Linked DNA regions of Zea mays: region 1 is linked to region 2. A link is a contact called in public Hi-C data. All regions are on one chromosome and are shown on one strand. The core of a region is the stretch at or near the end of the contact, and the rest is flanking DNA. Distances in the headings are between cores, read along the strand shown. Region 1 holds the start of LOC100272655. Region 2 holds the start of LOC100382524.

The links. A called contact is a pair of places that touch in the nucleus more often than the background predicts.
Region 1: a contact with region 2 is called in a Hi-C map of ear, with 3 times the contacts expected there. The contact joins the promoter of LOC100272655 here to the promoter of LOC100382524 in region 2. A contact is called at or near these places in 2 of 25 Hi-C or Micro-C datasets (ear and tassel).

The regions. Positions count from the first base shown.
Region 1 is chr4:127,463,019-127,468,524 of Zm-B73-REFERENCE-NAM-5.0, forward strand. It overlaps LOC100272655, which reads left to right and starts at 3,295. Exons shown (of 1, transcript NM_001147113.1): 1 at 3,295-4,717. The coding sequence starts at 3,856. The coding sequence ends at 4,338.
Region 2 is chr4:127,241,128-127,246,994 of Zm-B73-REFERENCE-NAM-5.0, forward strand. It overlaps LOC100382524, which reads right to left and starts at 3,905. Exons shown (of 9, transcript NM_001361654.1): 1 at 3,520-3,905; 2 at 2,890-3,061. The coding sequence starts at 3,768.

The sequences.
Region 1 (5,506 bases), core at 2,045-4,544, 220 kb after region 2:
TACGGTTAAAGTGTGGCAATGACGCCTATGCGTGGCTCGGCGCTTAATGATGAGTTGACCTCCATATAGCAATATATGGAGTATAAACCGTGATAAACTGTCATGCGTGAACTGCATCATGGGAAAATGGGTTGTGATGGAATTTTCTGCAGGTACACTAACCTTGAAAACGTATGTGTAGCTGATGACTAGCAAAATACTGTGAGAGTCATAAGTATGCCACCGATATAGAACGCTATTGTCATAGTAGATTGGCAAAAATTTGTGAGGACGAATAGGACGAGCATGCATCCTGATTGTTCCATCATGTTTGTCACCTATACATCCAAAATGCTCCTCTCATCTATATTCTAGTAAACATTGATTGTGGATAATGTGGTGTAATGTTGTATTATAAACATCGATGAAATAGCTGTCCTCCATTCTTTAAGTAATATGTTCAGGTGTTATACGTGTTTACTCTTATGCTTGTGTGCTGATAGAATGCTTGTGACCTGTTTGCCTTGACCTTAAACTAGGCCATGTTCTTATTTAGTGCACCATGACCCAAATTTGAATTTTCCGTTATCCCTCCATGACCGAAACTCATGCAAATGGATGTTTGGATAATTTCTTAATCCAACACAAGATGTGCATGGGCTTAAAGCTGGGATCTTGAGTCTGTGTTCTTGGCAATTAACTTGTACTCCCTTAGTGGTCGTGTTTTTATCCTAGATCCTGCCCTTGCTCAGTTGATGCAGGTTGAGGTCCCTATTGTATTTGGCCTCTCCTTGTGGATTATCATGTCGCTTTATCAACCTAACTTAGGAAAGACATGTCTGATCATTTTCTTAAGTTTGATGCCTTTGGTTTCCTCATATCTATCGAAGGCATACCAACTTAATCTTATGATTGTTTTTCCTCCGTATCTAATCAAATACTAATCCTTGACCTTGTAATCTTTGCGATGGGCATAGAAATATGATTGGGGCTGAATTAACAGTCTCCCATCGTACTCCCTCACCAACCAATTTAGGTTATGGCCATGCCTTGTTCATTTCATCGGTCCATGATCTACTTGACTCTCTACTTGTAATAATTCTTACAAGTAGAGTATCTCTTTGTATATTGTCACCCTTGCCCAATCCATTGGTGTCGCGCGAGATTTCTTATTGGTTATGTCTGGTAATGGTGTTATGACAAAAACCAATGGTGTCGTGATGAGACCGAGGGCCTCCTGTGAATGTACACACATGGTTGTGCTACTTGACGCGCGCTAGTATCACAGTTAGTAGTCATAATCCATTATGAGACTATATCGTTATGTTATCTCTACACAAATTGTTCTTACCATGTGAGATTCATTATTGGTGCCAGTTTGGTAATGGTGTCATGATTAAGGACTTATGATGCCGCAACGAAACTGAGATCCTCCTGTGAATGCGCACACAGGACTGTGCTACTCGTCGGATGCTGGTATCGAGGTCTCTAGTCATAATCTGTTATGGAACTACACTAATGTGTGATCTTCCGTAAACATTTCCTTTGAAACAATTTCTATGTTGTTTGTCAAGTGATCAAGCAACATCTATCATCTCTATTGGATCAAAAGGGCATGCTACTTTCATGTGTGGTCTCTTTTCTTTTGATTTTGGTAGTGACTGCACGCATACAAGTTCCCTTTACGTCCTTTGTGTAAAGGTGAAGCCTTGGAGCTTTTAGTGTTGGAAAACAGCTGATTAGCACACAAAACGGATGAACAACATGTCCAAATGGATTTCTACCCAAATGCATGACCTTTTGCTAGCAAATGTGAACTCTCAACCCTTGGCTTACCGATGGGTACTAAGAAGACTTGCTCAATGTTAAAAGTAGTTCAACAAGTTCGTTTTAATAACTTGTAACTACATTGTGAACAAAGGTTGAGTTTAGAAATCGTTTTGTCAAGTTGTCTAAACTCACTTTTGTACTACCCATCTTAAGGAAGTGTTTATAAGAATTGAGATTAAGTCGGCCAGTAACCACCTAATTATCGCTCTAGTCATGCCTCGATCGCCTCTCGTATGGTTTTTCGACGTGTGTGATCAAGTCGAGCCATGATTAGTAGTGCTCGATAAAATGGATTGGTTGCGAAGGCAGCATCTACAGATCCCTTCGCTGGTGATTTTTCAAGCCTCTATCATTTTTCTTGGACTTGGATTTTCTGGCTAATCACAAATTAATTGTGATGTTATTCGACATCCATACTCGTCTTGTGTGCTATGAATTTCCAATGACCACTTGTTGGTAAATCTCTTTTTTGTGTTTTACCCAAGAGGTTGCATCTAGTTCTTTTTGGGTAGAGTCACATATCTACCGCTCGCCCAACAGACTCAGATAGTACAGTGTCATCAGAAAAATCAAACTGCACACATGGAACCTTATGTGTTCTTCTGGCAGACATCGTCTCTATTGTTGGACATCTCTAAATTAGCTTACGGCAATACATGTTATGTCCACTAGAGAAACCCCATCCTAAGACACTCGTCTTTGCTTGGAACTACCTTATACTATCGCTGATATGGACAGGAATTACATTCTTCTCTACTCTTAAAAGTTCTCGCTCCGAATCTCGGGACGAGATTCTTTTAAGGGGGGAGGGTTGTAACACCCCAGGTTTTTATCACCAGTTTAACAGTGAGATCAGACCAAGGTAACTAGAGTCGAAATCGAATAATTGTTAATCAGGTCGATTTCAATAGGGATCGGCCGCAGAATAAATGTCGAATCCGATATCGTTGGATTGATCCGTCGACATCTGGCTAAAACTCAGCCTTATAATTTCGCCAAAACAAATTTATTTAGAATTCGACGAATAAAGTTTTAAGAGAAAATTATCAAAGCCGAAATCAGTTTATTTCGGTATGTCATTTCTCGTCCAGATCTAAATCTTTAAAATGTGAATTAACGGTACGAATTCATCCGACTTCTGAGTGTTCGCCAAATCAAATCCTGTTCAATTGTTTCTGTCGATCCTAATTATTCGACCCTTTGTTTATTGCTAAAAATCGTGATCCAAAATATCTGAGATTCTCTGTTAAAAAAAAAGAAAAAAGGGAGAAAAATCTGCCGCCGCTCCTCCCCTTTGGATTTTTTTTTTCAGCCGACCTCTCTCTTCCTTGATTTTTCTGCCACTGTTCTCGTCTGATATTTTTCACCGCCTACGGTCGTTGGCCTCATCTCCTCGTCGTGTGCTCATCTTCTGCTCCCCAAGCCCGCGCCCTCCCTTCCCTCTCCACGCGCGCTGCTCCCGTTTCCTGCTCGAGCCGCGGCTTTTTCTCCCCCAAGCTCCCAGCCGTGTCGCGCCCCTCCCTCTCCCCTCTGCTCGTCTGCCGCGCCCATGCCCACTCCCTGCCGAGCGGCTCCCTCCGCGCGTCAATGGCCCCAGCTCGGAATCCCTCCCATGGCGAGCTCGCCGGTCATCCCTGCCCTAGCTCGGATCCCCTCCCTCATCCCTTTCCCAGCCAAGCTCCTCCCCTGCGGCTCCCTCATGGCGCCCAGGATCTCCTCCCACGCATCTCCCTACTGGAGCTCACGTCCACCCCCAACTCGGTCTCCAGCTCCCCCTTGCGCGGCTCCCTAGAGCTAGGCTCCTCACCAGCGGTCGCCCCATCTTCTTGGCCATGGTGCTTGCGCCCCTCCTCGGTCCTCGACGTCGAACGCCGCTGGCTCTCGGCGCCCAAGGATGTGGATCCCTCCCTGCTCAACCCTGCTTCTGCCCCAAGCACCTTCGACGGTCCTGCTCATCTTGCTACCACCAGAAAACGCCACCGGGACATCGTGCAGGTCTGCAGAAGTAATATCTGGCCGCGCTCTGTGCTACTCTAGTTCGCGTTCATGCCTAGGCTCGAGTTTGTGTACCACATGTTCAGCAAAATGTGTGAACCAGTTGTCGACCCCGCCATGGTTAGCCGGTGCGCCACCTATCGCGCCTCGCCGAGCGGTTCCCTCTGCTTGGTCCCTGCTATGGCTCGCCGGCGTTTTCCCCAGCTCGAATCTCGCCCGACCCAAGCTGAACTTCATCCATGGCCACGGTCGATTCTCCCTGGACGGTCTCAAGCGCCCTCGCCTCCGGTGGTTTTAGCTTGTCGTCAACTATCCTTGCCGCGCGTGCTTTTGTCCGAGCTCGCCCTTGTCGAGCTCCCTTGGTGTCCCTCCCATGCCCGTGCTTGCCCATGGTCGCGCGCCGTCGCGCAGCTCGCCCAAGTCGTCCATGGCTGCGCACGGTGTTCTTGTCGATGTTGTGTCGTTGCCGATGCTGTAGAGCTCGCCTTGCTCCTCGCGTCGCCGTTCGTCGGTCTCGAATGCTTGGGTCTCTAGCCACGCGTCCATCTCTAGTTCTGATCGCATTCCAGAAGCTCTTTCCGGTTGGTCGTGTCGGCCTTGCTGGCCATGGAGCTCGCCCCGCGTACGCTCGCCAATTTTCTTAGCCATGTATGCCGAGCTTCCCAGCGCTCCAGCTAGCCGATATCGTCAGGTCCGATTGTCCCAGCTCGTCCTGGTGGCCATCGATTTGGAGCTCTGCGCGGACTCGGCTATGCCCAACACTATCCATGTAGCCGTCGTATGTCTCCGCGTCATGTACAGCAACATCACTGACCGTGCCTTCGCATGCTTTGACGTGTCGAGCCCTTTCCCGTTGTGACTCGCGCGCTATCTATTCGTCAATAAAATACTATTGAGCTTCTCCTTGCGACGCAGTTTTTTTGTGTCGTTGTTGCGCCAGAAGACGAAAGGAAACCGCTAATGCAAAGCTTGTCAGGTGTTGGTGTTGTGCGCGGACCGGATAGCGCCATCGATTTCGTGGTTTCAAATCGGATTTTAGTAGGGTAAGTTGATTCTCTGCTTCTATTATTTTATTTTATTTTAATAAATGGATTAGTGGAATAGATTGCAATATTTAACGTGTGATCGACGAAAAGTCCGAATTAGTATTCATTGATCGATGTAGATGTTTGAGCTGAATCTAATATCGGCGCGCATTTTTGTTATTCCTTGTAGCCGAAATATTAGATAAGTGTGCGGCGTTTCTGAATAAATTGGAAGCGAGTAGAGTTAGCGAGCCGATTTCAGTCGAAATACGAGAAATCCCATAGTAGAAGAGGTATAAGTGTCTTAAGTATCCATATTATGGAGAATGTAGTTTTGCAAGGCTCTATGCCTTTTGATAATGTATTATCCGTTAGACTTAAAATTAGTGTACTGCTTTGCTTAGTTGGCATGCTATTTAAGTTAGGTTATAATTTTGGGTTAGAAAGTTCATAGAACCTATGCCTGGCTATAGTTTCTTGCTTGAGTTGTATTGCGCCTCGCTATTAAGTGTTTGGTTCCCTCCCATATAGCATTATTTAGTTGCTATTCTGTTGGGGACTTGTTCTCAAATGCTATGAATTAAGAACTAGGCAACACAAAATGTTAAGGGTTAAAGTCCTTCATCCTTCGAAGCATTATTTCCCTTAGGATATAATGATCTTCAGACGAAGGTCAT
Region 2 (5,867 bases), core at 2,655-5,154:
CCCAGGAGGGCTGGCCTGTTCATCACATGGATGTCAAGTCGGTGTTTCTTAACGACTTAAAGGAGGTCTACGTCCAACAGCCACCAGGATTTGCAACCTCTGGCAAGGACGCCCTCTATGGCTTGCGACAGGCACCGAGGGCGTAGAATGCCAAGCTTAGTAACCGGGAACAAGGAACTTGGCCACATTCCTCGTTCCGGGAACATTCGTTCCGTTCCGGGAACGTGGGAACAATCTCGATCCAGTAGTGTTAAATCCTAGTTTTAGTAGCGTACCGCGTTCCCGTTCCTCGATCCCATCGATCCGGGAACCTGGTTACTAAGATGCTAAGTTGGATTCCACACTAAAGGGGATGGGCTTCAAGACAAGCCCGCACGAGGCGGCCACCTACCGGCAGGGCAATGTTAGAAATGCCCTGTTGGTGGGTGTCTACGCCGACGACCTGGTGATCACTGGCACTAAGGATGCAGAGGTGACAGCGTTTAAGGAAGAGATGAAGGCCACCTCCCAGATGAGTGACCTGGAGCATCTCTCCTTCTACCTGGGGAATGGGATCGAGGATTCGAGGTGCACCAGGGTGACTCCGGGATCACACTTCGTCAGACCGCCTACGCCAAGTGCGTCGTTGAGCTGGCTGGGCTCATCGGCTGCAACTCAGCTCTCACTCCGATGGAGGAGAGGCTGAAGCTGAGCCACGACAGCACACGGAGGAGGTGGACGCTACGCAGTACCAATGTCTTGTGGGGAGTCTTCGCTACCTCGTCCACACACGACCGGACTTGGCATACTCCGTCGGCTACGTTAGTCGGTTCCTTCAGCGACTGACGACGGAGCACGATCAAGCTGTGAAGAGGATCATCCGCTATGTTGCGGGGACTCTCGACCACGATCTCCACTACCTGAGGTGCCCTAGGGAGGCACAGCTTGTCGGGTACAGCGACAGTGACCATGCCAGCAACATCGACACTAGCAAGAGCACGAGCAGAATTCTCTTCTTCCTCGGCAAATGCCTCATTAGCTAGCAGTCGGTCAAGCAGCAGGTGGTGGCCATGTCCAGCTGCGAGGCCGAGTACATAGCGGCCCCACCGCTTCAACTCAGGCGCTCTGGCTTGCTCGACTACTTGGTGCCTTGGCAGCTTGAGCAGCGATGGAACTTAGGGTGGATAGCCAGTCCACTCTGGCCTTGGCCAAGAAACTCGTGTTCCATGAACGGAGCAAACACATCCGGGTGAGGTACTACTTCATCCGAGACTGTTTGACATAAGGGAGCATCAAGACATGCTACATCAGTACCAAGGATTAGCTTGTGGACCAACTCACCAAGCCCCTTAGGAGGATCAAGTTCCTTGAGCTTTGCTCCAAGTCTGGGATGGCTCAACTTTCTCACAAGACAACGCACAAGACTTAAGGGTAGAATGATGAAATAAGTCTTATAGCCTTTGTGGAGGACTACAATTAGGACAGACTACAGTTAGTACAACACCTTTAGCATCTAAGGACAGCATCTGCAGTTAGGACAGCACCTTTAGCATCTAAGGACAGCATCTTTGCTGTTAGGACAGTACCTTTAGCATCTGTGTAATCCAGCCTTTGATGGACAGCACCTTTGTAGTCTTAGAGAAACAACATCTCTGTATGTGTAGCATCTCTAGGAGCACCTTAGTGTATGCTCGGCAGCCCTTAGAGATATAAATATGTAACCCCAACCCTTAGAAGGGTATGGCATTGTGTAGTGTGTGGGGAATAAACAAGAAAAATTGCTCCAACTCATAGTGTCATCCTCTCGATTAGAGTAAGAGTCTCGTTGCTTACACTTGTGAACAGATCTTCGGTGGTTGATATCAAAGGAGCACTCATAGCTCAAGTCCTTGTTGATTATCTTTCAATCTGGATTTGGTGGATGGAATGGTGTTGCAGCCTGAAATTCCTGACCGACATATTTGGAAGTCATCCTCTTCTAGAGCTTATTCTTGTAAATCAGCCTATCAAGCGATGTTTATAGGAACCATTCAGTTTTCTCCATGGAGAAAAATCTAGAAAAGTTGGGCTCTAGCAAATTGCAAGTTCTTTGCTTGGTTGGCTATCAACAATAGGTGCTAGACCTCAAATAGGTTGGCTAAGCGAGGGCTGCCCCATCAGCCAGCATGCCGGTTTTGTGATTAGGCGGAGGAAACCATTCAGCATATTCTATTCTCCTGTGTGCTGTCCAGAGAAGTTTGGGAAAGGATTTTGAGGAAACTCAACCTTAACATGGTTCCACGCCCCGATGCCTCTAGCCGGTTCTGGTCCTGATGGAGTAAGGCAGCAGCTGCTATCCCCAAAGAGTTTAAAAAAGGGTTCAATTCCTTGGCCATCTTGGTCACTTGCGAGTTGTGGAAGCACAGAAAACGCTTGCGTGTTCAATGGTGCTCATCCTTGGACTCAAACGATTTAGGCTCAAGTGACCGCTGATTCCCATATGTGGTGCCTGGCTGGGGCTTCTAACCCCATGAAGCTCCTCCTATGGGAGGCTCCTACCCATTAGGCTGGTGTGGCCTAGAGTGGTCTTAGGGTGGTTGTGTTCAGTTGTTGTGTAGTGTGTTTCAAGTGTGTTGGGGGTGTTATAACCCCCATTGTAACAAATTATTTTCTTCCTTAATGAAATGACACACAGTTCTCCTGCGTTGTTCTAAAAAATAGATTTTAGATATGTGCTACACGAATATGTTGTGTATGTATGACAGTGGCGATAGACACAATAACATCCGAAATTATGATATCAGATCTCAATCTTATTTATGTTGTCTCTACAAGATAACAGACAAGGAAAAGAACCTAGACAGATAGACAAGTTCATCGACACAATAAATAGATATTAATCGATGGTGCATTAGTTTTTGTATCACACACCTTTAGTCTGGAAATCTTTATCCGTTTTAACGAATGCAGCAACCAGCGCTCTTGGGAGTGCAGCAAGCCAGTCTTCCCTGTTGAGATCAGCAGGGACCGCGTTCAAGATGTTGTTCAAGAGATTCTCTTTGGTGTAAATTGCGGCCCCGTTCCCATTGTGCCCATCAAACAGCTGTAACATGAAGACAGCGCTTAGAAATAGGGCTTGTTTGGTGATCCAAGCTCAAGCATGCATTTTCCTATATAAACACTTTTAACCACCTACGTTGGCGTAGAAGGAGCATCGCATGAAGGCATTCCTTTATGGGTTACCCTTCTTTTATACATCGATGCGAGTAGACCGTGAAGGGTTGTCATGGATGTTCCATACCAAGGATAAGTGAAATGCGACCCAAAATGGCAAAATCAGAGCTCCTGTTCCGCACGAGACGAATCCTAATTGCCGACACCCACATATCCCAAATACGAAATTCACCCTGAAACCTATAATATTTGGCGCACCCTAGCCGATCGTTCATCGCCACCCCACCTAGATGCCTCCAGGCATGGCAGCGATCCACGTGACGCCAGATCGGGGGCAGCGATCGCGATGGGAGGGGATAGAGAGAGAGAACGGGGGGCTGCGCTTACGCCGAAGGCGGAGAAGGAGGAGGACGGGACGCCGGGGACGCGCTCGCATTCGAGCTTGAGGAATGTGAAGTCCTCGCCTTTCTTGGCCTGGCTGAAGAGGCCCGAGTGCAGCTCCGGTCGCTCCGATGCGGTGCGCTCGCTGGCCACCTCCCGCCTCAGCAGCAAGGCCAGCGGCACCGCGGCGCCTCCCCCTGCGCTGCTGCCGCCACCGGTGCTCCCGCCGCTCGTAGACCCCGAGCGTGAAGACATCTCCCTGCCAGGCCGCCGCTGCAACTACCGCCGCGGCGCCGAATCCAGTGTGCAGGCCAGCGAGCGAGGCGGGCGGTCCCCGTGCCTCTCACCCCTTTTGGTGGTGGAGGCGAGAAGAGAGGAGGGTGGTGGTGGAGGTGGTGCGAGGAAGAGGAAGAGAGGAGAGGGCGGTTGGATGGGTCACATGGGAGACGAGACGAGGAGAATTTGGACGAGTACGGGACGCGGAAATCCAGCCCGCCACGCGCATTACACAATTTCGGCAAAGGTAGGCAGGCCGATGAGGGGCCCCCGTTTTTTTTTTTCTTTGAAGGGCTCCAGCCTCCAGTTACAAAGGGCATGTTTGACTGTTTGAGACTCCACTGTGCTCTCGAGCTACAAATTTTCTCGTGTGGTTTAAGTAGTTAAGTGTGTGTTTGGTTACTGTATGCAAGGCACCTTTTCATCTAGGCAACAATTTGAGCCCAGCCGATGAAAATTCTACGCCTGGAAAGTATTGTTTGGCCTAGGCAAATTTTCAGACTGCAAACCAAGCATACCCTAAGTCATACGCGTGCAAAGTCTAAGTTTTTGCATGGTTGTGGGGAAACAGTTAGCAGTTCGTTTTCTCAAAGCTTGGCTGTGCGCAGCACAAGACGAGCTATTTTCCTTTGTGGCTGGTGGCTCGCGCGGGAAGGTGAAACCTCCGCACGCGCTCAGTATCGACGAATCCTCTCGTACTTAAGCTGATTTCGTTGTGTGTCCTTCCTTACTCTTTGAGCTCGTTGCCCTCATTCCTCTCTCGTGAGATACCGGTGGTGCTGAGCAGTGGTGTGTGGTGCCGGCGACCTCCATCGGTGGCCTTCGACTCTGTTCGCCCAACTTCGAGACTCGTCGGCGTGACGCTGCTCCAGCGACTGCAAGGACTCCGAGCTGTTGGACTTCTTCCTCTCCTCTTCGTCCCCATCTGCTCCCCCACCATGCCGATCGGCTTCCTCTACTTTCAGATCTGATTCCTCTCTATTGCAACGACCTCGAACCCAAGGTGAAATTCACCCGCAATCTTCTATTTTTCCTGGTCCCTGATTCTGTTAGGGTTTCCTTCAATACATATTGTTCTTGATTTGTTCTAGCCTATTTTGGTTGATTTGAGGATGTCCTATCTACTTTGTTATGCTAGGTATAGTTGTTGCGAGTTTGTTTTTCATGTGGTTAGCTTGGAATTTTTACATGAAATGGTCAATGATGTTGTCCTATGTGCACCTAGAGGCCTCATCTTGATGATACAGTTGTGCTCTTTGTTTGTGTAAGGAAAATGGACTCGGGCCGTTTGGCTCAAAAGGTTTTCATGTTTGATGATCAACATAACATGTGGACTAATATGTTTGCTAATGCTTATGTTTATAGGATGCGAAGAGGATTGAACTAAGACACTAAGGATGCAACACCTTAAAAGAAGACATAAAAGATGTGTAGAAGCCCAAGTCTCAAGAAGAAAAGAAGCCCAAAAGAAACAGCGAAGAAATCCATGAAGTGGGCAGTCAGCCAGCGCACTAGTGGTGCATCGGACAGTTGAACAGTAACATGTCCGATGTACACTAGACTGTCTGGTGGGACAACGGGCAGTCTGCGCAGAGAGGCCCACAACGGACTGTTCGGTGGGACACCGGGCAGTCTGTAGCACCGGACAGTCTGGGTAACAGTCAGATCCAACGATCGACTGCTACAGACCCCAAGGGTCGGCTGACGTGGCAGGGCACCGGACAGTGAACAGTGCTTGTCCGGTGTGCATCGGACTGTCCGGTGTGCCCATCGACAGAAAACTGTTGCTTCTGTCCAACGGCTATAATTGTGGGGGAAGGCTATAAATACCCCCAACCGGCCATTTCAAGGTGTGGGAGCCCAAGCAACATATCAAGGCATATTGTAGACATTTCCAAGTGCTCAAACACCAAAGTGCTTAATAGAATCACTCAGTGATTAGCGTAGATGCTTTGTGAAGTGTTTAGGTTAGTTAGACCGCTTATGCGCTTGCTCTAGGTGAATCCTAGTCAGTTGAGTGAGTTTAGAAAAACCACACAACCCCTCGGCTCTTACGTGAGTCGTTGTAATTGTACCGA